Regions from separate parts of the Mus musculus genome. Here regions 1, 2, 3, 4 and 6 are each linked to region 5. A link is a contact called in public ChIA-PET, HiChIP or PLAC-seq and promoter capture Hi-C data. All regions are on one chromosome and are shown on one strand. Each heading gives the region's core, a stretch centred on a gene start, on an enhancer-like site or on the middle of the called end of the contact. The rest is flanking DNA. Distances are from core to core; before and after follow the strand shown. Region 1 holds the start of Surf6 (surfeit gene 6). Region 2 holds the start of Slc2a6 (solute carrier family 2 (facilitated glucose transporter), member 6). Region 3 holds the start of Traf2 (TNF receptor-associated factor 2). Region 4 holds the start of Adamts13 (a disintegrin-like and metallopeptidase (reprolysin type) with thrombospondin type 1 motif, 13). Region 5 holds the start of Dnlz (DNL-type zinc finger). Region 6 holds the start of Adamtsl2 (ADAMTS-like 2).

The links. Promoter capture Hi-C pulls out the DNA fragments that hold promoters and counts their contacts. ChIA-PET counts read pairs in DNA pulled down with a chosen protein or histone mark. HiChIP or PLAC-seq counts read pairs in DNA pulled down with a chosen protein or histone mark. Capture Hi-C pulls out chosen DNA fragments and counts their contacts.
Region 1: a contact with region 5 is called in an RNA polymerase II ChIA-PET map of memory CD8 T cells, with 45 read pairs. The contact joins the promoter of Surf6 here to the promoter of Dnlz in region 5. A contact is called at or near these places in 15 of 39 promoter capture datasets (the 3T3-L1 cell line, the C10 cell line, HPC-7-derived erythroid cells and 8 more), 1 of 484 Hi-C or Micro-C datasets (regulatory T cells), 10 of 115 datasets of contacts at active chromatin or transcription factors (the SCID.adh cell line, bone marrow-derived macrophages, embryonic stem cells and 6 more) and 4 of 9 other capture datasets (adipose tissue, embryonic stem cells, liver and 1 more).
Region 2: a contact with region 5 is called in a promoter capture Hi-C map of pre-B cells, with 2.0 times the contacts expected there. The contact joins the promoter of Slc2a6 here to the promoter of Dnlz in region 5. A contact is called at or near these places in 5 of 39 promoter capture datasets (hippocampal neurons, liver, pre-B cells and 1 more), 1 of 484 Hi-C or Micro-C datasets (CD8 T cells) and 3 of 115 datasets of contacts at active chromatin or transcription factors (bone marrow-derived dendritic cells, double positive thymocytes and memory CD8 T cells).
Region 3: an RNA polymerase II ChIA-PET map of memory CD8 T cells shows a contact between it and region 5, with 9 read pairs. The contact joins the promoter of Traf2 here to the promoter of Dnlz in region 5. A contact is called at or near these places in 5 of 39 promoter capture datasets (cranial neural crest, hematopoietic stem and progenitor cells, hippocampal neurons and 2 more), 1 of 484 Hi-C or Micro-C datasets (CD8 T cells), 3 of 115 datasets of contacts at active chromatin or transcription factors (bone marrow-derived macrophages, memory CD8 T cells and pancreatic cancer cells) and 1 of 9 other capture datasets (liver).
Region 4: an H3K4me3 HiChIP or PLAC-seq map of bone marrow-derived macrophages shows a contact between it and region 5, with 3 times the contacts expected there. The contact joins the promoter of Adamts13 here to the promoter of Dnlz in region 5. A contact is called at or near these places in 3 of 115 datasets of contacts at active chromatin or transcription factors (bone marrow-derived macrophages, large pre-B cells and pancreatic cancer cells) and 2 of 9 other capture datasets (liver and macrophages).
Region 6: a contact with region 5 is called in a promoter capture Hi-C map of adipose tissue. The contact joins the promoter of Adamtsl2 here to the promoter of Dnlz in region 5. A contact is called at or near these places in 1 of 39 promoter capture datasets (liver), 1 of 115 datasets of contacts at active chromatin or transcription factors (embryonic forebrain) and 1 of 9 other capture datasets (adipose tissue).

Annotation. Positions count from the first base shown.
Region 1 is chr2:26,899,926-26,904,489 of GRCm38.p6, forward strand. It overlaps Surf6 (surfeit gene 6), which reads right to left and starts at 2,962. Exons shown (of 5, transcript NM_009298.4): 1 at 2,769-2,962; 2 at 1-7. The coding sequence starts at 2,862.
Region 2 is chr2:27,026,651-27,031,388 of GRCm38.p6, forward strand. It overlaps Slc2a6 (solute carrier family 2 (facilitated glucose transporter), member 6), which reads right to left and starts at 1,348. Exons shown (of 10, transcript NM_172659.2): 1 at 1,167-1,348; 2 at 491-653. The coding sequence starts at 1,255.
Region 3 is chr2:25,543,833-25,548,527 of GRCm38.p6, forward strand. Traf2 (TNF receptor-associated factor 2) reads right to left here and starts at 3,108. Exons shown (of 11, transcript NM_009422.3): 1 at 3,030-3,108. Gm35476 (a long non-coding RNA gene) reads right to left here. Exons shown (of 4, transcript XR_866044.3): 4 at 4,093-4,233.
Region 4 is chr2:26,970,899-26,975,691 of GRCm38.p6, forward strand. It overlaps Adamts13 (a disintegrin-like and metallopeptidase (reprolysin type) with thrombospondin type 1 motif, 13), which reads left to right and starts at 2,518. Exons shown (of 29, transcript NM_001001322.2): 1 at 2,518-2,755; 2 at 3,031-3,100; 3 at 4,724-4,793. The coding sequence starts at 2,639. It overlaps Gm36649 (a long non-coding RNA gene), which reads right to left. Exons shown (of 6, transcript XR_003953777.1): 2 at 4,741-4,793; 3 at 2,008-2,170; 4 at 1,666-1,738; 5 at 95-738.
Region 5 is chr2:26,348,941-26,353,469 of GRCm38.p6, forward strand. It overlaps Dnlz (DNL-type zinc finger), which reads right to left and starts at 3,170. Exons shown (of 3, transcript NM_026828.3): 1 at 2,833-3,170; 2 at 2,395-2,534; 3 at 1-1,618. The coding sequence starts at 3,072. The coding sequence ends at 1,465. It overlaps Card9 (caspase recruitment domain family, member 9), which reads right to left. Exons shown (of 13, transcript NM_001037747.3): 11 at 4,001-4,074; 12 at 3,545-3,621; 13 at 3,247-3,471. The coding sequence ends at 3,372.
Region 6 is chr2:27,076,455-27,080,736 of GRCm38.p6, forward strand. It overlaps Adamtsl2 (ADAMTS-like 2), which reads left to right and starts at 2,925. Exons shown (of 19, transcript NM_029981.2): 1 at 2,925-3,119.

The DNA of each region.
Region 1 (4,564 bases), core at 1,712-4,211, 550 kb after region 5:
CTGACACCTGAAATGCAAAACAAGCAGAGTCCCTTTTCACCAATTCAGCAGAGGAAGAGAATGCAAAGAACCAGGTAGCTAGGCCAGCACCGCCTGTCCAGAGCTACAACCACCTCCTGCCAGGGCAGCAGGCAGCTATGTGTCTATCACCCCTTAGTACTTGGAGGCCAAGGCACTAGAATTCCTGAGAGTTCGATGCCAGGCTGGGCTACATAGTGAGATCCTGTCTCCAAAGAGCAAAAATAAATTATTATTTTTTAAATGCAAAACATACTCACCCACTTGGCAGGGCAGTTATGCACATGAAGAATAGAATACCAAATATGGCTTCAGGGTGGTCACCACCCGAATATCTACACATAACCACCTCTTCTAAGTAATGACAGTACTGCCACACACTTTCTCCTCACTGCCCAAACCTCAACACTAGGCTCATGGACAACAATTTCCTCCTAAATAAAACCTGCCAGCAGGGTGTGGTGGAGCACGCCTTTAATCCCAGGACTCAGGAGACAAAGGCAGGTGGATCTCAGTGAGTTTAAAGCCAGTCTGGTCTACAAAATGAGTTCCAGGACAGCTAGGGCTACACAGAGAAACCATGGAAAGACAAGACAGAGGGAGGAAGGGGAAAGGGAGAAAGGGGGAAAAAGAAAGAAAGGAAGGAAGCAAGTATACCAGCCTTCACCTTGGAGGCGCGCTCCTTAAACTCAGGAACCAAACACCAAGGCTTAGAAGTCCCTGAAACTGACCAGATTCACTAGATCCCCTCTTCCCCAAGCATAGATAAGAAGGCAGAGCATCACTTAATCAAACAGAAGTACATGAAATAAATACTCTCCAACTTTTGAGCTGCCTGCAAGTTGTGCAGTGCACTTCAGGTTTCCAGCTTTTGTGATCCATCACCCATGCTGGGGTAGACTTTGGTGGTAAAGCTGTGTTTGAATCATTTCCACTCCTGTGAGTCACCCCATAAGGCTCAATTCATTTGCCTCTCTGGACTTCAGCAGTATTCTGCCTTTGGTTCTGCCAGAGATTTCCTGGAAAGAAGCTGTCTGCAGACTGACTCCTCCATGTGACTAATAGATAATAAACGTTTTGGAATATACTCACTTAGCAGGCCAACCTAAAAATTAAGAATGCTATCAGCACCAGGCACACCTTTAATCCCAGCACTCCACTTCAGAGGCAGATGCAGACTAATCTCTGTAAATTCAAGGCCAGCCTGGTCTACAGGGTCCAGGACATTACAAGCTACACAGAGAAGCCCTGTTTGGGGGACGGGAGGAACTGCCATCAGCATCTAGTCCTAAAGAAAGCTGTCATTTTGCTATATGACCTGGTATACACTCTAATGTATTTTAAACCTGCTTTGACTTTCTTCGTTCTGTCAAACTTCAAGAAACTACTTCAAGGAATATTTTCCCTTGGAAAATGGGACTTGGGGAAACCTAAACCCATGTTTACAGGCCACCATCATTCTAAATGGGCTCCAGACCAAATGCTTCATTGTGCTCACGTGCAGCATGTGTGTCCTGGCTGAGCAGGTACTCATGTGTCTTCCTACATGATACCACACAACAGCTCTCACACACATTAGGCAAGTACTCCAACACTAAATCATACTTCCAAACCTCCTTTTTCTTTTGGTAAATTTATTACATTTTAATCATGTGCACCATAAATGAGGGTGGCTGATGGGAACAATCTGGTCCTCTCCTAAGAGCTGTAGATACACAGAACTATTGCACCCTCTCTCCAGCTCCGTTTGTTTGTTTGTTTTTAACACATGATCTTAAGCCAGGCGGTGGTGGCACACCTGGGAGGCAGAAACAGGTGAATCTGAATTCAAGGCCAGCCTGGTCTACAGAGCAAGTTCCAGGATAGCCAAGGCTACACTGAGAAACCCTGTCTCCAAACAAGCAAACAAATAAAAGGGGTCTCAGTATGCAGTCCTGGCCATCTGGAATTCACAGTAATCTTTCTTGCTTGTTTGCCAAGTGCTGGTGTTAAAAGGCTTGCAGACCACCTCCCACCTGTGCCTCCCAGACTCGTTTACTTTTATGAGTGCTGTTTGTAAGTATGTCTGTGCATCAAGACCATCCCTGGTGCCACTGAGAGCCAGAAGAGTGTTAATGAGTCCCTAGAACTGGAATTAGGGGCTGGTGTCAGCTGCCATGTAGCTGCTGGGAACCAAATCTGGGTCCTATGCAAAAGTAGCAAGTGCTCTTAACCACTGAGCCATATCTCCACCCGCTCCTTTTACTTTCGGAGAGTTTCCTGAAGTTGCTCATGCAGAGGTGATCACATCCTGTAGTCCTGACAGGCAGGCGGGTCTTGACCTCGAGGTCTTTCTCCTCAGCCTCCCTACCAACCAGGCCCAGACGCAATTAACATTTTATGATTTAAGACTTGCTTCCACTTCCAAAGATAAGGAAATGTTAGCGCTTTAAACTAAACAGCCAAGAATGGAGTGTGCGTTCTTTCAACACAAGAAACACATTCACAGACAAGGGCTGAAAAACACACACGCCAGTAAGAAAACTCTTCACACTTGTAGTAGCAAGCCCGATTTTCTTTCCGTTCGAGTCTGGTAATTTCCTAACTGCCTCCCACTCCTTCAGGGCCCAGAGCTCAAGCTTTTGCTGTCCCCGCGAGTACCCACCCGCTCGAACTCATATCCCTTGCGGGGGGTCCGGCCCCGACCTAGGACAGCGGGCTCCTTACTGACGGCGTCTGCTCCCAAAAGCTGCTCGAGCCGGATGCCTTACCCCATGTGCTCCTCTGTCGTTCAGGGCCAGGCTGCGCGCAGATCTTCTTGGCCAAGTCCTGAAGATAGGTATCCTTGGCCAGGAGAGAAGCCATGCTGCCAACCAAGGCTGGGACCAGAATAGGAAGCTCCCGCGGTGGAGCCCCGCCGGAAGCTCCGTACACGCAGGTACCACCAGTAGAGCGGCGTGACCCCGCCGGAAGTATCTTATGCGCAGACGCAGCCTGGAGCACCGGAAGCCACCCCCAAGGATTAGCCGTAATCTAAACTCCAGGTTAGCAAACCAGCCAGCCAGCCCCGGAAGCCACAGTGTAAATCCGCTAGCAGCTGCTTTCCTCTCGGAGCTCAATTAGCCATGCCTGACGGGCCGGCTACTCCTCAATCTGGAGGCGTTTCTCTGAAAATGGAGCCTGTAACCTGAGAGGGCTGGGCTCCCACCGAGCTTGAAGCCCTCAGGGCCGGGCAGACCTGGGCTACTATAGCTCTTTCCCTACTGCTGGACTGAAGGTCAGAACCCCGCCTGCAGGGGATGCCCAGCATCCTATTGCCACTCCCGCCACACAGAGCAAAACGCAATCAGGTATAAAAAGACGTGGGCCACAACTAGAGACCTGAGTATGGCGTGGATCTTAGATTACATGCGGTAGCAATGAATCTCAATGGTGATGAGCCCTTAGGAATAAGAAACTACTTGCAGATGGCGTTAAAGCTACTTATGAGGAAATGAAGGGAAAGGCAAGCCCAAAGAAGAGCCTGCCCGGTAGTTTTTTGGGTGTGACCCAGCAACTCAGAAGTTCATGAAAAAAGGTGACACACAACTTACATCACTTGTGACTCTGAATTTCTAGAACACTAAATCCCCAAGCAGTATCTCCAGGGAGCTCTGGCCCTGGCCACGCAAGCAGAGGAAAGACAATGGTGCCCTTTAAAGGAGAAGTTTCGCTTTTAAATGTGAACGACAGAATTGACTAAACAATAAAACACTGTCTTTCACTAGGTGGCTAAGCTTTCTCCAGGGCACTTACAAGCTCTTCCAACAGTTAACACTGCTTTGGCATCACTGCTGGAAAACTCCCTCACTGGGGCAGTGACTTGCCCCTAGCTACACATTCCAGTGCTATGTTCTTTTTGGCTATTGTAGGTGCTGGGTCACCTGGTGACCAGCCTATGTTCCTTATAGACCCAGGACTACAACCATGGATGAGGCATGCTGATGGTAGTCAGGAGTGACAGGCTGAATGCACATACCTGCCCGAGAACCATGGTTTCTGTATGTCAGCCGTGAGCCTGGTACTGAGGGGCAATGGGGTCTGAGCTCCCGGTTTCTAAGATCTTCGCTTCTGAGCAAGACACCTCAGCCTTTCCAAGCCCAAGGCCAGTCCTTCTAAGATGCAGGCATGATAGCTCTAAGTAGGATGGCAAAAATAGGTGGCATCAAAGGTACAGGTGCTGCAGTCATATAGCTTGCAGTACTAGCGGATTCTTCATCCATTTATTTTATGTCACGGATTTACTAGATGCCAGGAACCCAAAGCTATATAAGGAGGGGCCGTCCCACTGTTCCCTCCATGGGTGTCAGGCCTCTTGGTGTTACTGTGCTCCTCACATGCGCTGCTTTGTGATGGACAACTCCTGGGAGAGGTTACCCAGCCACTCTAAGGACTTGGAGCTGTTGGAATCCCTCGGCGTCTTTTGGTGTCTCTATTGCCAACACTGTCTTTGCATCTCTGAGTCTCTCACGCATGTGTGCAGGTGTGAATGGTGTGTATATGTATGCCTGTATGTGGTGGACATGTG
Region 2 (4,738 bases), core at 98-2,597, 680 kb after region 5:
TCAGCATGTGCTGTGCGCCTTGCACATTCCCACCCCATTTGAAATGCTCAGGAGACCCCAAATCTTTCCAGCTTTGCTGTCAAGTCGCAGTCCTAACTCAGGGTCTACTGACATTCTAACGTTAAAGTCTTGGGCTCCTGGGCTCTGTTTAGCCACGTTCTGTCCTTGTCCATATGGCACCTCTCATCCCGCTAGCATCTGGTGTGACTGCCTCCAGGCACCCAGGAGGATGTCAGCTCTGCTGTGGCAGCCTGGCTTTGGGTATGGGGTTGGGAAATCTTCCCCTCAGCCCTGGCCCACATCTCTGCAGGATGTCACTTCCTCATGTCACTTGCCATCACCGCTAGCAGACGGGAATGCGTGTTAGGGAGAGATACCGGTGCTCTAGGGGAGGTTCCAAGGCTAGGTGATTTTAGTTCCCTGTGGTAAGCAGGTTGAGTGGGCCCATGCTCCCTCCACTACCCCATCTGATTTAGAGAACAGGCCTCACCCCAAACCAGGATGCCTGGATTTTGTCCAGGTGTAGTGCTGGGTCAGAAGAGAGCTTCAGTTCAGGGATGACTGGAGATGTGTAGACCAAGGCATACCCAAAGCTGAAATTGCCCAGCACAGCGGCGAAGGTAGCCAGGAACACCCTTCTGTTTTTCAAGGCCCTGGTGGGGGATGGGGTAGAACCAAAGGACCAAGGACAAGTCCTTTAAATGGACCCTGAGTTCCCAGACTGCTGCCTTCCCCGAGCCCATGACCATCCAGCTCGGCAGATAACCAGGAGAGGCCTGGGTCCAGGGCCAGTCAAGTTGTCTTCAGGCCTTAGCAGCAGCTCTGGGAAATCCCCAGGCTGTCGGCTGGGGCTGGTGCCCGTTTTCTCCAGAAAAGAAATTGTGGTTTTTGCCTCCTGTTGTGATGCTCAAAGCTTGTTCTGTGATCTTAGGCAAGACCCATGTCCTCCCCCTGTGGCAGGTGGGGATCCCACCCAGTATTCCTTTGGAGGCTCTCTTCTTTATGGTGGTCCAGTTCTTTAAATAGGACTTGCGAGCATGCGGTAAGAAAGAGTCAGATGACTCTTGGTGGCCACTCACCAGAAGTCAGTAATGGCCCAAGATGTGTATCGTCTGCTGGAGATAAGGCCATCCCAACCTCCCATGCCCACACCCTGAGACTCTCACCCGGCTCGTTCTCTCTCTCCAGGAGTCGCGGGCACCTCGGGGAAGGTATCATAGTCGAGTCCCTCGGTTCTTAGCAGGGGTTCCTGCATGGCCAGCGCGGATGGTCAGATACAGCGGGACTCCACTGCAGAGCTAAAGCATCTGCCTGAGCCCTCAGCACAGCAGGCGAAGCTCCGCCCTACAGATGCGATTGGCTGCAGGGCGGCCCTGCAGAGCCGTGCTGTCCAATGAGACAGCCGCACGCCTCGGATGCAGGGTGCGATCGGGCTCCCGGGCGTGTCCCATCGCGTGCGCCTTGAGGCGCTGGATTCTGCCGGGGAAACCCGCTTCTAGGGCAGGGCCGCCTGAGCACCCTTTCGCCAGGCTAAGAGCGTGGACTGCTCCATGGCTGGGTCTGGCTTTATGGAGGAGAAGCCCAGAGAGTCGTAAGCTTGCCAAGGTCACACGGAGGATTGTTATTATTATATATTTTTTTATTATTGCCTTGCTTGGCCCTGTTCTGTGCCCTCTCCCGTCACATAGATGTCACTTCTACACCTGCCACTTCACTTCTCGCCTCCTAACCCTAGTTGACTCCAATGAATCACTACTTTGGGTGTGTACAGTAAGTAGGAGGAGGGTGGAGCAGAAACAATTAGGGGTAACTCCAGCAGGTGCCCTGCGGTGTCTCACCCCATAGCTGTGGACAAACCCCAAGGCTTCTCTCTGCTAGCAAGCAATCTGTCTCTGAGCTACATTCCTGATCTCTGGGATTTCCTGGTTGTCCAAATAGCTTGCACTGTTCAAAATCATTCCAGTAATGGTATAAAATGACCAAAAAAAACGAAACAGAAACTTCTCTAGGAGGTGGAAAAAGCCACAATCAAGATGCCTATCTGTGTCTTTGGACTTTTTCAGTCACAGGAGTGGACTTACTTCCTGTTCACATTTATAAACTGACCCTTTGTTACCAGGCTATTAAAACAGTAAAGGGTGTTGTAGAAGTCTCAGTTCCCCTTTAGAAACACTTCTAGAGAGGACAGTAGAGACCACAAAACTGCTGCGACCCACCCTGGCTGGACGTCTTTCCTTCCTGTGTTTGCCTTGCCTGTCTGTTACTTAGTGGGGAGGTGAACTTTCAGTGAGTGGTGTTCCACTTCACATCCAAGCTGAGTGTGTGTGTGTGTGTGTGTGTGTGTGTGTGTGTTATACATAATTTTGGGAGCCTGAGAGCACTGGCTGCTCTTGCAAGGACTCAGGTTTGATTTCCCAGCCCCACGGGTTGGCACACAACCCTCCTCTTACCTCCATTTCCAGGACAATTGGTGCCTTTTGGCATCAGCTTTTATGTGGTACAGACAAAACACCCAAACATGTGAAAAACTTAAGATATATAATTTTTAAATTTTATGTCTGTCTGTGAGTCTGTGCTCCTGAAGCTGAAATGATGGACTTGTAGGAGCTGGAGTTACAGGCCGGTCAGTCACCAAATAGTAATGGGAGCCAGAGCATATAGGACCTGGTCTTGTAACCGCTGAACCATCTCTTCAGGCCCCTTCCACTCCTTTGTCATTTGAGACAGGGTCTGATGTATTCCAAGCTGGCATCAAACTTTCTAGGTAGCCACCCACTTTAATTTTATCCTCTGGCCTCCACCTCCAATTGGGACTGCAGCCCTGGATTCATTCTGTGCTAGGGATTGGACCCAGGCAGGCACTACATTAACTGAGCCACAGCCCTATCTTACTCTGAGATAAGTTTCACCAGGTTGTCCAGACTGGCCTTTCAATACTCCTGCCTTAGACCACTAAATACTTGGGGTTGTTAGGTAGGTAGTCAGACATGCAATCTTGGTGGCCTTTGAGGACATCTCTCACACAATCAGTTCTGTATCCCACTTCCTGTGTCCTGGCAATGCAGCTTTTAAGGAAATGTCATAGTTGCTCCTTAAAAAATTTAAAAAAAAAAATGGGGGCGGAGGGGAAGGTCTCTCTATTTAGCTATGGGTGACCTGGAATTTACTATATTCCCTGGTGGCCTGCCAGGGATTATTTAAGGACCTTTTTTGAAAATATATTTTACTACATTTTGTTTGTTTATGTGTGTGTGTGTGTGTGTGTGTGTGTGTGTGTGTGTGTGTGTGTGAGAGAGAGAGAGAGAGAGAGAGTGAGTACCATAGAGAGAGAAGACATAAGTGAACAACTGGAGATAATCAGTTCTCTTCTTCTACCCTGTGGTCCCAGAAGCTGGACTCAGATTGTCTAGTTTAGGTAGCAAGCATCTTTACCCACTGAGCCATCTCACCAGCCCAGGACAGAGCGGGTCACTATATTCTGCTGGCAAGGCAAGTTCCCTGTGTCTTACCATGTTTCTTTCCCATGCTCCCATGTGGTCCTTGTCTGTGGGATGTGATGTAGGAGGGTGAAGCCTTTGACAGGCTCTTCTCATTTGGCTCACTGGGATGCTTTCTTTCCCTCACCCACCATTCCCATAACCAAGAATGACCTTGGCTCAAATTTAGGGGAAGAGAGGGGAGCAAAGAGAGCAGCTGGGGCTTGCCCCAATTTGGCACTGTGGGTTGGTCCCTGAAGCCCATGACAGAAAATGGAGGCACTGTTCAGCTTTGACCATGTGTGCTGTGTGTGATCCCAGGCTTCAGGGCCTTTCAGACGAAAAAAATTTACATGTTGCTCGAGTGTGCGTGTGCGCATGCGTGTGGTAGTGCATGCTGCATATGTGAAGGTCAGCGGCCAACTTGCAATAGTTGCTTCTCTTTTTCACATTTGCCTCAAATGAGAGCAAAGTTACACATGGGCACACTGTCCCTTCTTGCCTTTTCTTCTATGGGCTCCTGCCCCACTGGTAGTTTGTGAAAACAAGGATTGGGAGCCAAGCCCAAGCCGGTCCTAGTGACACTTCTGTTCCCCCTAGCTGAGATCAGACCTTCTCTACCAAGGCAACAGGTGGACTCCTTTCCCATGAGGCCATGGATCTCCCTGCTGCTTTCTGCTTCCAACTTCCCTTCCCTTACAAGCCTCTGCTGTCTCTGGGATCTCCCTTGCTTACCCGTTCAGGGAGACTCACCTCCAGCTACTTCCTCTTGCTCCCAGCATCCTCTTGGCTCCTGCTACACCCATTCTAACCTCAGTACCTTTCCAAAAGGGGTGAGACTGTACTCTCATGATATTTTCTTTCTTCCTTCCTTCCTTCCTTCTTTTCTTTTTCTTTTCTTTCTTTTTTTTTTTTTTTTTTTTTTTTTTTTTGGAGACAGGGTTTCTCGGTTTCTCTGTGTAGCTCTGGCTGTCCTGGAACTCACTTTGTAGACCAGGGTGGCCTCGAACTCAGAAATCCACCTGCCTCTGCCTCCCGAGTGCTGGGATTAAAGGCGTGTGCCACCATGCCCAGCATCATGATATTTTCTAGCAGTTCCTACTGCCATGGGAGAAAGGTCAATAAGTTTCCTTTCTTCCTTTTATATGTATTCCAGGGTATGTGTGTGTGTGTGTATATATATATATATATATATATGCTAGGATGCCATATACATAAAAAAACAAATTCTGTTTTTGTAGAGAGAATCTCTTATTACTGTA
Region 3 (4,695 bases), core at 1,858-4,357, 810 kb before region 5:
GCCACCAATAAAGCAGTCCTTAGCCAAAAAAAACAAAAAAACAAAAATAATAAAATAAATCTTTGGGCTGGAGTGAGCAGGGACTGAGCGAGTAGAATTGACCTGAGTGAGCAGAGGTCCTAAAAATTCAATTCCCAACAACCACATGAAGGCTCACAACCATCTGTACAGCTACAGTGTACTCATATACATAAAATGAAAATAAATAAATAAAAAAAAGAAAAAGGCCACAACACACAGTAGGGCTTTAAACTCCATGTCTATCCTCCCAGATATGCCCCTTAGCAATCTCTTCTGCTTCAATCTCACATGCCTAGCAATAACAGATTTGGAATCTCTCCCTCTCCCTCTGTGTGTGTGTGTGTGTGTGTGTGTGTTTGTGTGTAGCACCAGGGCTCTGTTAGAACCTCAACACTCAAACATAATGAACGGACAGCTCCAGCTCTGACTGCATAGCTTCTTTGCTGCTACTGTGGTCTCCTGAGTCAGAGGGACCTTTATCACAGCATGAAGTCTGGGCCTACTCAGCTCAGAACCTCAATGGCTTCCCAGCTCTGGTCATTAAAGCTACAGCTGCCCAACTCCACCTGTCTTCCCTATCCCTGGTTCCCATCAGTTCTTACAGGTTTGTACCATGCCCAACATAAGCCCAGGTACTGGCCGTCAGAAGACAAGGAGTGCAGAGCTAGAGAGAGGAAGGAGGAATGCCAGCTTCTATAGCTCTCCCCTCCTGGATCCTTTACTGACGGCTGCAGCCACATCAATAACTAGATGGCCCAGCTGGTAATGCCATAAAGTGATAGTAGGTACACAGCACAGAATCTGTTTGTGCAACACAACTGTCCAGCCTGTCACAAACTCACCTCCTCTCACAACCCATGCCCTGTGCTCTAATTGAGCACGGCAACCCTAAGACTATGTCCAGGTTCCAAATCCTTGACTTTCTTTAGCTGAACCATCCACCAAAATTACAACCTGCCCCAAATACTAACTCCACTGCCCACCTGGGTCCCAGATCCTAGATGCAGCAGCCACCGTGTCTCCTCCTCTATGGACATGAACAGGGCGAGCACACTACAATTATGAGATGGATGTCCAGTGTGGCATCCAAGCTGTCTCCAACCCTCTATGTAAAGGGGGCAAGGCCAGTACACAGGGACAGATGTTCAGCATAAGCCTGGAAGCCGCACAGCCCATCCTTGGCATAATCTGGAGGATCTATGGACAACTCTTTCTAGATTTTTCTTTCTTCTCCAGGTCATCCTGTCCATGCCTGTAAAAGCTCCCACCCCATGAAACCCACCTGCCAAGCTACACTGACAATCCATGTAGCAACCACATGGGAAGTGGAGGCCTGACACCCCACTGTCAAGAAGGAAACCCCAAACCAACTCTCAGAAAACAGTAGTGAGAGGAGAGGCAGGAAGCATCTCCTTCTTGGAAGAAGGTTTTCTCCAAGTTGGCTGCTGCCATGTCCTCTGTGCTGTCCAGCCTGCTGCTACTTCATGGGTGCAGGAGGAACCACAGCAGGGATTCCCAGAGAGCTCTGACTGGAAGTGCTCAGTGTGCTGCAGCCCAGGAGCCAGTGAGACTAGGTTATGAATGCACATGGCCCTTGCTCAGGTGTGTGGACATAGTGGAGAATCTCCTGAGGAGCCCATGGTGACTGGCAAACAGGAGAAGAGTAACAGGGTTCCAGGCAGCCTGTATTGTCAGAGAATAGTCAGTTTAGGTACGGACTAGAGGGTCCCAGGGAAAAAAACAGCCAACAGGTAAACACCTCACAGACCTGCTAGGCAGGCAAGGAGCCACCAGTTCAGACCAGAGACACAACTGCTGACAGCACTCAGCCTTCCAGATGTACACACAAGGCTTGATAAAAAACAACCCTTCCTTCAGCTTTTAAAACTCAAGTATTTATAAATCCATCATTAAGTATTCAGCAATAAAGTTAATTTTTAAGACTTAAACATCAATTTGAGATTGCTTGGGGTCTCCACCTGATAACAGTTAACTTTGGGTCACTAAATACCACCTTTCTCAGTCAGTTACGCAGGCAGGAAGGGGCCGTGGTGGCAAGGTCAACTGTGACTTCTCTGGGGGACTGGTAGCCAAGCTAGTGAGTTGCACACAAGACAATGATGACATTGCATTGTGTCCACGGAGCTGAAAGTTTGTTTCTCCGATTTTGGGGCCCGCTGGGAGTACGTCTGTGAGTTCTAATCAATCTCATGTCCTTTCCACCTACTCAGGGCTTCAAGTCCATCATGTGGAATATACACTAGGTCCAACCTCCATTAGGCAGGCGTCAGGAGGTTAAGGGCCCTGGGATCAGTCTCCACACCCTGACACATATGCATCTATCCCATCAACATAGTTTCCAGGGCGGTGGTGGCGCAGGCCCTTTAATCCCAGCACTCAGTAGTTCGAGGCCAGACTACTTTACAAAAAGCAAGATAGTTTCCAGAGAAACAGAGGTTCTGAGGGGCAGAAAGGTGAGATCTGAAAAAATAAAGGAGGACAGGGAAGGTAAACCACCAACAGGGAAGAGGCCTTATGGGGGAGGTGGTGTCCGTGATTTGTGTAGCCGGGTGTCAGAAAAGGCGACGTAAATTTGGCAGACCAAATTTGACTGCCCCATCCAAAAAGCATAAGTGGGTGGGAGGTGAGCGGTAAAAGTGGCCTGGGAGACCAGGTATTCGCTCAAGGCCAGTAAGGGCAAGTGGGGCTCGTGGGTCCCTCGGGCGCGATGCCGGACCGAGATCTGGGGCAGGGACCGTACTGCTGTAACCCCGAGCCACCGCGGTAGGCGCGCAGCCAAGCACCGCTGCGGACGTCGCGAACTTTTCCGGCCCCCCTCCCGCGACTTTCAGTTTCCGGCTCCGCGGCTCCGAAAAGTCTACCCACCCACCTCACCCAGACAGCGGCGGCCCCGCATCTGACCCCCAACCGCCACTCCCACCCCGCGCCTGACCCCAGCCCGGCCGCCGCTGAGAGTAGACCCCCCGCTTAGATCCGCGCCGCCTCACCCAACGGTCTTCGCGCGCCCGGAACTCAGCGCTCGCCGGGAAACACCCCCGCTGCCGCGGCCCGCCCCGTCTGACGGACAGACGCACGCGCCTACCAGGAGCTCACAGGGAGCAGCAGCGGCCGTCGATTTGTCAAATAGGCCGCCTTGACTCTGCCCGCTGACAGACGGAAGCAGGAACCTACCAGGAACGAGCACGGAACCGCAGAGAGCGGTGATTAGTCAGAGCGGCGCAGGGGGTGGGGGCTAAGCCGGTTTCTCCGGTTCCTAGCAAGGTTGTTGAGGAAGCTGCCTTGAGCCTCTCTTCGTGGACGTCAGTCACTTGCAGTCACTTGCCACCAAATGTAACTCGAGTTCGAGCCCTGGGTCCACATCGTGGAAAGAGAGCAGGGGTTTATGCATTATTTAGTCATACACACAAATAGACGAATAAGTGTAATTTAAAAGTTTAAAGAGTTAACATTTCAATGAATATTTGCGAACAAAGAAGTGTAGACAAAAGGGTATACTGTGGAACAAACTGACATACTACAGCTTCCGCGACGAGATTTTTTTCCATCTGTTGTGGGAGAGGTTGCAAGGATGAAAGGCAGGTACAAGGGGAGGGGGAGATGGGTGGGATGGGGTGCATGATGTGAAATGCACAATGAACCAATAAAAAGGTTTTTAAAAAAGTTTGAAGGATTCATCAAGAGCACCTTCAACCACATGAACAGGGAAATGTCCCCCAAGAAAGCTTATGTTTGGAGACTTGAGTCTACGTCAACATGTAGATTTGTACACCTCTGACAATTGTCTATTCTCATCTCTGCAGTCCTGTTAAAAAGGTATTTTAAAAAAATTATAAGTATGTATGTCTGTGCACATGAGTGAAGTATCCAGGGATTCCATACAAAGAGGCCATTGTATCCCTTAGAGCAAAAGTTATAGGCTCAGGGCTGAAGAGATGGTTTAGTGGCTAAGAGTACCGACAGCTCTTCCAGAGGTCCTGAGTTCAATTCCCAGTAACTACATGATGGCTCACAACCATCTGTAATGGGATCGGATGCCCTCTTCTGATGTGTGTCTGAAGACAGCTACAGTGTACTCATAAAATAAATAAATAAATCTTAAAAAAAAAAAAAAAGTTACAGGCTCTTGTGAGCTGGGACCCAAACCAAACTTCAGAACTCTGAGAGAGCTCTTAACTCCTGAGTCATCTCTTCCTGCAAAAAAGAAAAAAAATATATATATATGCTGACACATATCTCTATATATCTCTAGACATCACACACACACACACACACACACACACACACACACACACACGCTACACACATAACCACATATAAACAACACCATACACATATATGTATATACACACAAAGTATTTAGAGCTCACCATCAGGGGTGTCCAACCCACAGCATGTATCCCAGGATAGCATCCCAACATTTGTAGCTGTTATATCACAGTGTGGAAGGATGGACACCTCTGCACTCTACCCTCTGTGTCTTGCCTGCATTCATTCTGTAACTGACTTTAAGAGATACTTATGCTCTTCTCTTTGGCAACCAGTCTCTTGAAACAATGTACCCCAGGAAATTTAATTATTCTCCAGGAGTCTCAGAAGGAGAAAGAAGGCTGAAGCCTGGGGCCAACCGAGGAAGAAACTTGTCTCCTGGGAAGA
Region 4 (4,793 bases), core at 1,268-3,767, 620 kb after region 5:
CCTTGGGGCCTCCAAAGAAACCTGCCTTTAATATAATCTAATCTGGCATGAACTGGCTCATTTCACCTGAGGCAGCGGAAAAATAACCTTTCACCTGGTAACTGCTCAGTCCATGAGGCTGGATGTGCCGGAAGTTCTAGTTGGCACTGAAGGTCTGGAGGATTCCTGAAGACTCTCTTGTCTCCATTCTGTGTTAGAAGGCCAAAGAAGCTGGGCTCTGATGTCATTGAAGGATGGTGGTGGCAATAGCAGCAGCAACAGGATACATGTACTCATGAGCAAGGAGTGGAAGCAGACAGGGCTGCCCACGCTAGAGGAGGGTCTTCTCTCAGTTAACCTTTCCAGGAAGTACTCCTAGATCCATCTGGAACTGTACCATCTCTTAGTCCTTTCCAGATCCAATCTTGTTGACAACTAAGTTTAACTCCCCAAATATCCCAACAGTAATAGGGTACTGCCAGGGTGAAGGGTGTGCAAGAATGTTTTGGAGCAAATAGATGAGAAATTCCCAGAGGGTGCAGTGGGATGCCAGGCAACTTGTGACAGTACTTGCAGGGCCACTTACCTGCTCCAGGACTCTCCTGCCAGCTGGTCTGAGAGTCAGTAAACTGTGGGGAATTGCAGGCTGGTCTCCAGTCGAGCTGAGGTCTGAACCCTAGTGGTCATAATTTGTTGTATGCCAGCCCTTGGCCTACATGAACCCTGCACACCTGGGAGACAGGCTGGGGCTGAAAGAGACTTAGACGGCAAGAGAAATTAGTGGAGACCAAGACACGTTTCTGTTCAAGGCCCACGAGTTTACTAAGAGACTGTGCTTATAAGGGGGAAGGCCCATCCGCATCTGCACACCCCCCCCCCCCCCCCCAGTCTACTCTTGGTGCCTGGAGCCATTCTGTCAGCACTTGGTCACCAGGCTGGTTGCTTATTCAGGAATGTCTCAGGAAGCAGAAGAGCAGGGCAGTTGTCACCTCAAAAAGGAGACAGCCAAGTCGAAAGCTGCACCGCAGGTGGCCCCACCTCAGTGGTGACAAGGTTTGTACCAGCCCACTTCAGGCTGGGGGGGGAGGCTACAATAATTCACCTACATGACATGGTAGGCGTTCTCTCATGCTCCTGGAACTCTGGCTCCTGCCTAAGGTACCACCTCCCACAGCCCCTACAAGAGAAGCATGGTCAGTAGTCACATAAGCAATGGCCCAAGCTTCTGACCTTCAGGCTAAACTCCTCCCTAGTTACCTAGCAACAGTGAAGACCATAAAAAGGGGTGCGCAGCCCCCACTATGCTCTCTTACCCTTACTCCTTTGTTTCTCTCACCTCTCACTTCTCTCTCCTCTTCCCCTTCTCTTTGTCTTCTCCTCTCCTCTCCTCTCCTCTCCTCTCCTCTCCTCTCCTCTCCTCTCCTCTCTCTCTTTCTCTCTAGCCTTTCCCCTCCCCCTTTCTCCTTTCTCTCTTTTCCCCTGCATTTCTATAATAAAGCTCTTAGACCATAAAGAGTCTCTGCTCCATCAAGTTCCGCTGCGCACTCTGGTCAGTGTTGGGAACTTCTTCCCCTATTCCCTCTCTCTTGTAACCCTGGGGCTTTAGCAAGGTAGCTGTGGGGGGGTCCCCTGGTCGGGGGCTGCCCCTTTCTCCACCTCCCCGCTGCGTGGGTCAGGCATGCTCACCCGGGCTGAGTGGAAAAGCATCCGGCAGTCTCTCCGCGTCTGCCTTTATTTTGTTCCCAACAGTCAACGGGGTCTGCAAGGGAGAGAGTGGGGGTGGAGGGACAGGAGACTTGAAGAATAGAGACAAGACTGTCTGATCAAGTCTCAAGTCTCGTTTATTGAAAGGCAACTATAGGTATATAAGCACAAGCTGGGGAGTGCAGCTGGAGACACTTAACCACAAGTCCAGGACGTATAGGAGATAAACAAGATGTTATCAGAGTATGTTGAGCTGTGGTGGGCTTCTTGCAAAAACATCATGCTAGGAAAACAAGTCTCTCATCAGGGTGAAAAAGTACCTACCTATTAGTAAATAGCCTGAGATGGCTGCAGAGATGACAGCTGTTTTCTACTAGGAGTCGGCTCCCAACACAGGTGCAGACCAGATGGACAGCTCAAAAAGGACTTGGGGCAGAGGATTGGGCGGAGGGTACAGGGTGTCTGCAAGTGCAGTGAGAGGCAGTCTCTGCAGGGGTAAAGGGACAGGAGATCTAGATGAAGTCTGGAAATGGGGGTGCCAGGGGAGAGGTAGGCTGAAGGGCCAGGACTGTCATGTCCTTAGTGCATCCTTTTAGTGGCTAGTCAAAGATTCCAAAAGAGCAGTCTCAGGGTCTGTCACTATATGCGAGCCCACACCCCCTGGGTCCTATTAGGGCTTGCTTTTGTCCAGACTGAACTGCTAGACCAGACCCTCCCAGGAGGAGGGTGCACAGTTGGAACTTTTCCTGGTGCAGGACATGGTTGGTGCTCTTCAACTGGGAATCATTCCAGGCAAGAAGCTGCTTGCTGCCCACCCCATAACCCTGCCCTGGGAGGAAGCTCCCAAGAGTAAACACTGCCTGATGTCCCGCCCAGCCAGCAAGTGAACATTGCACACTAACCAGAATCCCAGTCACTAGGGCTCCTGTCCGGCCATCAACTGCCTTTTCTAAAGATGAGCCAGCTTTGCCTGTGGTTGACGTGCCAGCCTTGTTATGCTGTCAGTGTCAGAGGAATCCTCACTGGTGCCATCTTCATTCTGGGCTGCTGGGGGCTCTCTGACTTCCAGAAGGTGGGATCACACAAGATCTGGTGTTGGGTGTTGCAATCACTTGGGAGAGGGGATGCCAAAGCTCTTGGGTGGAGTGGGTGGAGTCTTTCTGCTTGAAGAGGAGGAAATTCGTTTACTCTGGTAACAAGACAGACTCCATTTTGTTGCAGTATGTGGACTGATCTTCCCTGCCTAGGCACTGCCCCTCATGCTCTGTCCCTATGTCTGTTGTCCTCTCTTCTCCCCCTTGCCACCTTCCTCCTTCCTTCTTCTCTTCTATGTCATTTGTTTTGCAGAGTCTTCTTCAAGATCTGGAGCCCAAGGATGTGTCTTCTTACTTTGGCCACCATGCTGCTCCATTCACAGGTAGCTGTCCTGATGTACTCTGAGCCAGGGGAGTTTCTTGAGCTCTGGATGAGGGACCGAGGGACTTCCCATTGAGTCAGACCCACGAGGGTTCTCTCAGTCATAGAAGGAGGAAGTCAGAGAAGCTAGTCTCTCTCTGTTAATTAGCATCATTGCTTCCTGCCAACTTGATAATAGTTGTTCTGGGTGTTCTGGCTGCCCTGGAGTCCTGACCCCAGGCTTCTGTTCAGCGTCACAAGTGAGGGGATGTTCCTCGGCTGGCCTCCTTAGCCTGTGGATGGCCTCCAGGGGGCTGGCTGATTTTCAGGAACTTGCCACTTCTAGCCATAGCTGTAAATATTTATTCCTTCTTTGGAAACAAGGTGAGTGACAGGCCAAGCAACTCTGGCTCCTGTCCTGTAGTGCTCCTCCTGGAGAAGGCTTTCCCACGACCTATAGCTCTGCCTCTCAGGATTCCATCTCTTTTCTCAGAGGAAAAGTTGGTGGTTTTGATTAGAGCCCTGGTTGGGGGATAGACTGTGGAGCCAGCTCACTTGGTAAAGTGTGTCTGTGTGTGGGAACTTGAGGGCTGAGTTTTAGTTCCTGTGTTCACATAGAAAGCTGGGCAGAGGAGTGCACAATTTCTAATTCCAGTACTGAAGAGAGGCAGTGTGCATTGTTCCAAGACCACAGAAACCTGGTCACAAATCGTATATCTCACAATCCTTTCTATTCTAACCACTGGCCAGGAAAACACACGGGTCGGCCAACCTAGCCTCGTTCCTGAGCCCCAGGTCTCAGTGAGAGATCTTGTCTTAAAAAACAAGATGGGGGACTCCAGAGGAACAACGCCTGAAGTTGACTTCTGGCCTCCATACACACACCATATAGATGCTGACAAGGTCCAGAGAGAGATGAGCCTAGGAGTCAGGGTACAGAAGCTGAGGAGATGTCCCCCCACTTAAACCCAGTTTTTCTGAGGCCTGGGCAGGACACAGTGTCGGGATCATTGGGTCTTCCCACCTCTAGGTTCCTGAAGGTCTGGGACACTGTTCCCTGAGTTCCTGCTCCCTGGGTTCCTTCTCCTTTGAACTCCACAAGACAGTGAGCACTGAGCTGGATTCCTGAGGTCCAGAGACCAAAGCTGGCTATCCTCCTTCCTGTTGGTTCATTTAAGGAACAACCACTTCAAGGCTTAGACTACTTTGCTGAGAACTGATCCAGCCCCTAGGCAAGGTCCAAAGGCTGTAGGCAGCTTGCATTCCATTCTCTCTGGACCCTGGAAGAGCAGGACTCTTATGTAGAACCCTATCTCTGGCCTGTATTCCTCCCTCCCTCTGTCTCACCAAAGAAAGAATACTGGACCTCTCCTCCTTAGCGAGAGGGTCCCAGATGGAGGAGCAGGGGAGAGGGAGGTGGATCCTGTCTCAAGCAGAGCCTCAACTCTTTAAAGACCTGCTCCCTTTACCTGCTTTCCAGCCTGAACTGGGACTCCTGTCCACACCTTCACCAAATACTCAGACTGAGAACTGGGTCCCGAGAGTCGACATGAAATCAGCCTTTTGACTGGTCAGCCCTCTCTGCTAGCTCCAAACACCTGCTTTCTAAAACTTTGGTCCTCAGCCTCTCCCTTCCCCCCCCTAGGCCATCCTCCCTCTCACCTCCAGAGACTGAGACGGAGAAGGACTTTGGAGGACATTCTGCACCTGGAACT
Region 5 (4,529 bases), core at 1,920-4,419:
ATGGAGAACTAAACTAGTCAGAACAATTCCAGGCTGTCAGGAACCTGGCCACATGATTGGGAACTGTGGCCCGTGGTGAGTCTGCAGAACACGGTGAGGTATGGACTCTGCAAGAATGGACTATGTGGAAAGTGAAGCTTCAAGTGAAATCCTGATGCACAGGAGACCCTCCCTGGGAAGGAGGCTCTGGAGCAGCAACAGGCAGAAGGCACACACACACAGGAGGTAAGTCCAAATCATGGGCTTCCCATCTAGAGGAGATACGCTAGATCCAGCTCTGTACTGTCAGGTCTAGCCAGCCCCAGGCCTCCGACAACTCTGGCCCAGACACCTGAGGACGAGGCAGCCCAGCCAGGCTCCACTGGTTCCTGACTTGAAGGCCCACAAGCAAGGCAATCGGCTCCTCTGACCTCGGTGTCCTCCACAGGGAGCAGGCTGGAGTCGGAGGCTGGCTCTTCCTCCAGGATGTGACAGTTTGTACAAATGGCACAGGAGGCTAGGGTGGGGATAATAGCAGGGTGTTTGCTGAGGGAAGGACAGGGGGTAATCGAGGGAAGGCACAGACTGCAAGTGCACCCGGCCTCCCAGGGCCCAGAGTGAACTGCTAATCACTAGCTGGGGTCCCAGGAGCCAGGGAAGCATTGTGTCCGTGTCAACTGCCTTCTCCACCCCCTGTCCCAGGATCCCCCCTGCCAGATGTTGAAGGTCACAGGGCCCAGAAACTCCCACAAAAAGCCTGTTTGTGCATCTGCTTGACTTCCTAAACACAAGACTATCCCAAAGGCATGTCAAACCAAGTTAGGAGATGAAGCACACACAAGGCAAGCATGATACGGCCCTCATCACTTCCATGCATCTCCTCTTGGACCTCAAGACAGGAGGATTGAGAGGTGCAGGCAGCTCATGGGTGGTGTGGTGTGTGTGTGTGTGTGTGTGTGTGTGTGTGTGTGTGGTGTGCCTCTGCCTGGATCACTCCCCTAAGCCTCTGAGCAGCGCTCTGCTCCTCGGCGGCCACCCAGAGCAGCCAGTTCTGCTACAGAAACCAAACCTCAGGGCTGGGCTGGACACTAGCTCAACAACAGAAGCCACCAGGGCTGGGGGTGGGGTGGGGGTGGAGGCAGGTCATATAGAAGGAAGAAGTAAAGAGCTCTGAGGAACAAAAAACCACCTGAGGCCACGAGCCTAACTCAAGACCAGATCCAGCCCTACTTAAGAAGGAGACCGACTGCACTGGGACAAAGCCACCCCCGAAGCCACCACTGTGGCTATCATGGGTGGGCATGAGGCTGGGCTCCTACAGCCACAGAGTTGTTCTGACTTCACAAGAGAAAAACAGGAGCCCAGGCCCGGTGCCTGGAGGTGATGGCTTTTTACTGACAAGGAACAGCAGCAGGCTTGTGAGGCTCCAAGTGAAGGGAGCGACTTTTGGGAAGACTGGAGTCTGCAGCTGTAGGAGTATGCAGATCAGCTCTGTCCCATCTTGCCAGGGTTGGGGGGATCCTCATCCCCTTCTGGGGTGTCAGGGGGTACAGCAGCCTCCAGAATCAGTTCCAGGGCACCGTCACCAGACACTCGGCGTACCTCCTCTCCTCTGGCTGCTAGGATCTCTTCAATATTCCTGCAAGACAGTAAGAGCAGCATCAGCCTTACTCTGGGCTCCCTCAAGGGCATCCCATGGTCATCTTGGGCCTGGAACACTTGTCCCAGCATCCAAGTGACACCAGTACCTTGCAGGCACCTAATGGCACCTTCACCAAATGTATCTGTTAACAAGTCCTCAGAAGCCATCTCTCTCGTACAGTGTACCACCAAGGGCCGTGGCCCTGCCTCTCACCAGGTAACACCCATCCCTGCATTTCAGTCTTGTCCCTACATATCAGAGCTGAGATTTCTCTGCAGTCCAGGTCTAAGAGGCGAACCCTAGAGACCCAAGGCCTGCACACTTATCACAGGCTATCTCCTCTGTGGCTCTGCCCTTACTCCTGCCACTGATCCCTCCTCATAGAACATTAAGAAGGCATCAGGCACAGCCTCCAAACTGACTCCTGGCCCTCCCCACTGCTCTCCCAAAAGTGGGAACACCACTGAAGGCTGCCCCAGTCCATAATCTGACACATACCCTTCCATCTGCCCTGAGTTGGCAGAGGACAAAAAGCCTCCACTAGAGATTGATAAGGCCCCTGGCGAGATCAGAGGTCAGGCAGTGACAGAGGTAGAGCCATAGAACTAGTTTGCCATATTTGGGGCCATTCATGGTTCATCTGAAGTTCAAATTCAACTGCTTCCAGGTCCACGTGGAAGCTGGGCTGTCCAGGTAGAGAGATCCAGGCAATGGATCCAGGCTCACACAGGGCCACAATCTTACTGTCTCCTACCCCTCCCAGCTGGCCTCACCTCTTCCCCTTCAGGTCAGAGAACCAGCTTAGGTTGTCTGCGATGATGTGGTGGTTCTGGCAACCAGGGCAAGTCACGATGACCACGCCCTGGTGATAGGCCAACTTTGAGATGCGCTTGGATGACCGAGTCCCACAGACCTAGCTGGGTTAGAGAGGTGGTCAGGCAAGGCATACACAGGAAAGTCTCTCCCAAGGTCTAACTCCATCCCGAGGGACAGCCTCAACCCTTTCTCTGATGATCCCACCTAGGCGACGGCGTCATTTCTAGACGCCTGTCTCCTGATAACCCAACCTAGAAGGCCCTGTGCCTCATTCCCACCCAGCCATTTGTAAAGACTCCGCCTCCTCCCTGGTCCGAAGGATACTTCCACGTTTCTGCCAGGACCCTACACCAACAGGAAACCAGCCAGCACCAGGTGTTGCCGACAGCGCCCACCTTGCAGGTGTAGACGAGTTGATAGTGGTCCGCTTCCACGCGCCCCAGCGCCGCCGCACGCCCTGATCCCGGCGCGGAGCTCGAGCTCCGCCAGCCCGAGGCCCAGCCCCAGGCCCAGCCCCGAAGTCTCTCCGCGGTCTTTAGGCGAGCCCCCAAATCCCAAAGCCGCCGCGGTCCGGAATCCCGGGTCCGCACACTACGAAGTAGTGTCGGCATGCGGCTCAGCGCTGTCCGCAACATCCCGCCTGCGAATCCTTAGCCACCTTTTCTTGCACCGCCCCGTGAAGCTGCGTCGACCATTTTGGTAACGGGCGCAGCGGCCGGAAGCGGCCCTCTTCGGCTTCCATCCGCCACCGGTGCACTGCTTTCTGTTGCCCCCTGGTGTCGCCCCGCTTGCATATCCAACCAACAGGCTCAGCTCGGTGATTATTTTATTTAGTTGCATTTTCTAATTCTAATACAGTAAAAAAAAAAAAAAAAAAAAAAAAACCGCAGCATCCTTTCACAATTCCACAGATGCTCAGCCTCGGCGCGGTTCGCTAGGAGCCCTCGGTGTCGGTGTTGTCGCTGCCTGTCGTATTCCCGCGATCCCCTTCTCCCTGCCGCCAGCTGTTCTGCATCTTGCGGAGCGCCCGCTTCCTGTGGGGCCCGCAGTGTGAGCAGGTAGGCACAGGTGTCCCACCCGCCAGCCGTCCTGCCCGCCGCCCCACACCTGCGGTAGTTCTCGAAGCTCTCCTTGAGGCGCCGCCGCTCCTTCTCCGGGGGCTCGCTGCTGCTGGGCCCCATGCCCTAGAGAAGGAACGGGGCCGGCAGCTGGACAACGGGGCGGGCAGCTGGACACCGTGGCCTTACCACGGCAGCCCTGGGACTCCAGCAGGTGTGGAGCATAGCTAGCTGGCCGTGGGGTCTGCTGGACTCCGAGATGACTGAGCGTGGGGTGACAACCCCTTTGTAGCCAGGTGAGTGGAAGACTTCTTTGCAGTGAACAGCAGTATGGGTGTCCTTACATTGTCCCCTCCCCTGTCCAACCACCCCACTATCCAAATGTTACATCCTACCCATACACTACCAAAGACCTTGTGATCCCCAGCTGTCCAGTGGCGTCACCCTCCTCCCCAGGATCAGCCATGTAGTAACCAGGGCTCTTGGGAACCCCAATCAGCCTTACATGGGTCAGTGAAAGATGCTCCTTGTTCAGAGCCATAAAGGGCTGCTCTGGGCTCTCCCTGTCTGCCAGTACACCTGAAAGGAAGATCTGTGCTTATGGGGGCCCCATCTGGTATGGCCACCTCCCTCTGCAAACAGCCCAACTAGCATTAGCCTAGGTCAGCCTTACGGGCTGGGACCTTTGCATGAGTCCAGTGGGGACTGCATTTCACAGAAACAGGCTGAGCCCTTGACTGCTACATCAACAGGGCTCCTACCATCAGTCACCCATACCGCCCAAGCTGACTGTCACCAAACACAAGGACAGATGGCTAGGAAAGACTCCAGGTCCCCATGATTATTTGCGAATGCATGCCCCAGTCCATGTCCCTTTTAGCTTGGCAACATTTTTGTGTCTAGTGGTTCCCATGGGTGGTGTGGGGGCAGCCTCAGTGGAGAGCTCAGGGCATCGGGGGCCTGGGTTAGTGCAAGTACACCATATTAATTAGAAGAATAATCATTCCAGGTAGCCAGAGCCAGCATGCCCCAGG
Region 6 (4,282 bases), core at 1,675-4,174, 730 kb after region 5:
TAGAGGATACAGGCTAATGGCAGAGGAGTTAGTGGGGGTGCCCATGGGTTCTTTGGGCAGGGAACCTTCTCCTAGGTTTGCAGGTCCAGTGGGATGTCCCTAGCTTTTGCTGCTGTGTCTAGAACAACCATAGGCAAGCTGTGATCTCCCAGGAGTCTGCAGTACCAGCATTCCTTGGCTAGCCATAACTTGAGTACCCAGCCTCTCAGCTTTCGGTTTATGGAGTGCCAGCCACATCTCACCTCCGGCCACATTAGGTCTTCTAACCCTGTTCTTGATTTGATTTGGGGGATAAAGGAGCCCCTTTTTCATGCAATCTCAGACCACAGTCAACTGAGGAGTTATACTGAGACACAGGCTTGGGTTCCTCAACTTGAACTTCATATGTAGGCTTCACAAAAAAGCCAGTATTCACGGACAAGATCAGTGGGAAATTCAGTTTTCTGCTTTGTGGTCTAGCCTAGTACATGCTATGCTATTTCTCACCTGGTCACCCAGGAGTATGCAACCCCCATTCCTGGGCAGCCTACAGTGAGTGGAACAGCAGAGACTCAAGAATGTCCATCCTTCAGGTTTTAGCTGAACCTCAGAAGGAGTACTAGCCTCAAGTCTGATGGGCCATTTCAGGAAATAAAGTCATAGGGTCCTTGTGGAAAGCCCCCCACACCCCAGAAAAAGAAGCTTCGGAAGAGCAGGTTGGGGGTCTAAGCATGTACGGAAGAGTCAGACAGGAACCAGACCAGAGCCACTGGCTCCTTCGGTGACTCTAGGTTACCTCAGGCCCCAGAAGCTTGGTGGATGGAGTGAGGAATGGGGGTCACAGTGGTCCCCTGGACTGCATGGACAGGTCATTTATGAGACTCAGCACAAAATGTCCCCACTCAGAAAGCAGGACAAAACTTTCTCATCAGTACACTTCTCCTGGCACATCATGACATTTTATTGTTTAATGCTATACAGCTTTGGTTCAGGGCACTTGACAGTTGAGTATCCACCCTCATCGGTATGAGGGAACACTCTGAAGATGCAGGGTAGGGGAGGAACCTGGTTGGGGGGTGGAGTTTAGTCTTTTTCAATCTCTCTGAAATCCTCAGCCCATTGTGGACCAAGTAGTTATGACTGCCAGGGAGTCTTGGATATGGAAGTTCCTAAGGATCTTCCATAGGGAAATGAAGGCATAGCTAATGCAGGAAGCCAGTACCTAGAGAGTCACACACTCGTGGGCATCACAAAGGCAACGATACATCTCCACAGGTCTGTCTTCCAAGTGGCCAGGCCAAAGGAAGATGCCGAGTGGGCATGTCAGTTGGCTGTGGGGTCCCTCCCAAGGGAAACTGTTAGTCACCCCGGCGCTGGAGCATGTGGAAGCCAGAAGTGCCAGGAGATCTTGGGTCGGCTCCAGGGTGTACAGGGTCTGGTAGTCAGCCAGGGTGGAGGAGAAGTGGCAGAGGCTTCCAGAATAAGGGAGATCTGATCTGGGTCTGCCAGTGAGATCCTGTGCACATGTACATGCATGTGTGTGTGTGTGCTGTGTGTCAGGTTGTAGAATGTCTGTGCTTCTTCTTATTGGCCCCAGGGGGGCAGTGTGAGCCTGGATAAGGGTCATGGGAGGTCAGGGTGACAGAGAACAGAAGCTGAATACCTTAAGGTCAGTCACTACTGAACACCGGCAGAGTGAGAGCTGACCCTCTGCCCCCTGTCGCAGTCTAAGCTGGGAGAGCCAGCCAGCATCTTTGAAGAACCAGGCAGAAGGAGAGGGTGTGTGGCAGAGCAGCGCCGCAACCTGTATCTGTCACAACTTTGACTGGTGGCTTTAGCAGACCACTCCACTTCCCAGCCTCAGTTTCTCCTCGGTAAAGTACAGATGATGAAGATGCTTGTCACCTGACTCAAGCCTCACAGAGAGGCTGGGTGCTGATTGGTTTTTGCTGGTTGCTTTGTTCTTGGCTGCGGTCTGGTGGTCAGACACAAGACTTCCCCCAGGGTATCACTCTTAGCAGCCCAAAGAGGCAGCTGAAGAAGCTTATCATCTAGCACAGAGGGAGGGACAAGAGGGAGGGACAGAGAAAAGGAGAGGACTTCCAGTCCCCACTACAGGGACAGAGGCATGGATGAAATGGCTCAGCCAGCTTGTGGGATGTTGTTTCAGAATCACTTAGCATTTGAAGGTGCCTGTTTTCCAGGACGGGGTGCTTCAGAGAGCAGGAAATGTCAGAGCAGACATCTCATCATCCAAAGTCCTCTTGGATTCATAAGACTTCAGCTCTAGCTCAGCAGGGACAGAGCTCTTGAGTCCTGCTTGCTTGCCAATAGCTGCCCAGCTGCTGTGGGGTCCAGCCAAGCTGGTACCAAACATCTGCAGAATACCCCGTGCCGACGATCTTCCTAGACATCTGGTCGATAGGCTGTAGCCACCTCTTCCTCTCCCTGGAGCCATTGGTTGGTTGATCTCTGGATGTATCTCAGTTCCTCCGTTGTTCAGGTCTGTTTTCCAAGGACGGAGGGTGGCCTGCACCCGTGCAATGTCTGGACCTCTGTGTCTTCCCTGTGAACAGGAGCCGAAAGCCTGGACATCACATGGTTTCCAGCCTTCTCTGGAAGCTGAAGTTAGATGGGTGGGTCAAGGGGGCTCCGCTCCACCACTGCCAACCTCCCTCCACATGACCTCAGGCTAATTGATCCATTAGGGTCAGTCACTCTGGACCTAGGCAAGCCAGTCTCAGGCTCACTCACTGATCCTGGACTGTGGCAGCAGCAGCCAGCAGGCAGCTGGACAGCCTGGCCATACTCCAGAGGAGCAGAGCGGGTTAAAGTGTGCGCCCGGCCAGCCGCCAGCAGGCTGGGCGGGGGAGCAGCGGTGGGAAGTGTGAGTTCCTCCCCGTCTGCCTGACAGCTATAAAGGCAGCTGCGGCCACAGAGCAGCCACTGGGCTGAGAGCCCCTCCTGGGAACCCCCTCCCTTGAATGCTCTTTGAAGTGGGAGAGGGAGGCAGCTGGGGAAGCAGGACCAGAGACAGGCAGAGCCCGCACATCTCTGCACTCACCTTCCTGCACCGTGCACCTGGCAGTAGCTCTCACCCTTTTCTCTAAAAGGAGGACAACCTGCTGACCCTGGGTGAGGTAGGCCACTACATACTTGTCCCTGCTCATACTGTGGTCTTTGGGAGGTGTGAGATGTAGCTTATCCCAGACCAGCCAAGCTGTTCAGAATGGGGGCCGGGGGATGTCCCAGCCCCTGGTGAGGGTATTCAACCACAGAGAAAGGGGGGAACAACCTATGCCACACAGTGGCAGGGTGGTCCTGAGGCAACAACCTTGGTACTAGCAGTTGCTGTCTGGTCTGCAAAGCCATGCTGTGGTGGGCCTGTTGAAGGTTTTGGACCCTAGGGAGAGATGGATCCTGTTTGAGCTGGACTTGGCTGGAATCCAGCAGTGTCTGGGAGCCTTAATGAAAACCAAGTGTGAGGCTGACTGGGCACCTGTCTTTGGCAGCAGCAGGGACTGGGGAGCCATGGAGGCTAATGGGACTGTGTGAGATGGGGACTCTGTGCTGGAGTGAAAATAGGGACTCAGATGGAGACCTTCAGTGTCGGGGGTGGGTGGACGTAAGGGTGATGCTGACCAAGCTCCTGGACACCTGCAGGAGAAGGAGGGAGGGAGGGAGAAAAAAAGGGAGAGGGAGAAGGACAGAAGGACAGTAGGACAGTAGGACAGTTGGTATCAGGGCTTCGAGGGTGCTGACCATTTCCAGACTTTCTTCCCCTGGAATTGCTGGGTGCGACTGAGTCCCTAAGTTTGCTCTGTGGTGTGTGTGTGTGTGTGTGGTGGGGGAGGGGGCAGTAGGCTACCTTGTTGTGTGGCTTTGGGCAAGCTGCCTCTTTTTTCTGAAGCCCATTGTCTAACTCACCAGCAGATGACACCCACCTGGGACAAGCTACATTAGCTTCCTTTCTAGGACAGGGTTTAAATTGAGGTGCGCAGCAGCCATTCTGAGAGTTGGAGCAGCAAGGCTGGAAGCTCTCTTGATTTGATTCACCGTAACCCTTGGTGGGTGTTTGGGTTTGAGGGGCTGTTTTGTTGGAAGGGAATCAGGAGCCAGGTGCAGGCTGTACCTCCTTCTGCCCCTCCTCCATATCTCTGTTCTCTCAAGAGAGAAGGGCCCTGAGACAAAGTTTGGAGCTAAGACGAAAGGATGGAGACTTACCATCCAGAGACTACCCCACCCGGGGATCCATCCCATAATCAGCCACCAAACCCAGACAATATTGCATATGCCAGCAAAA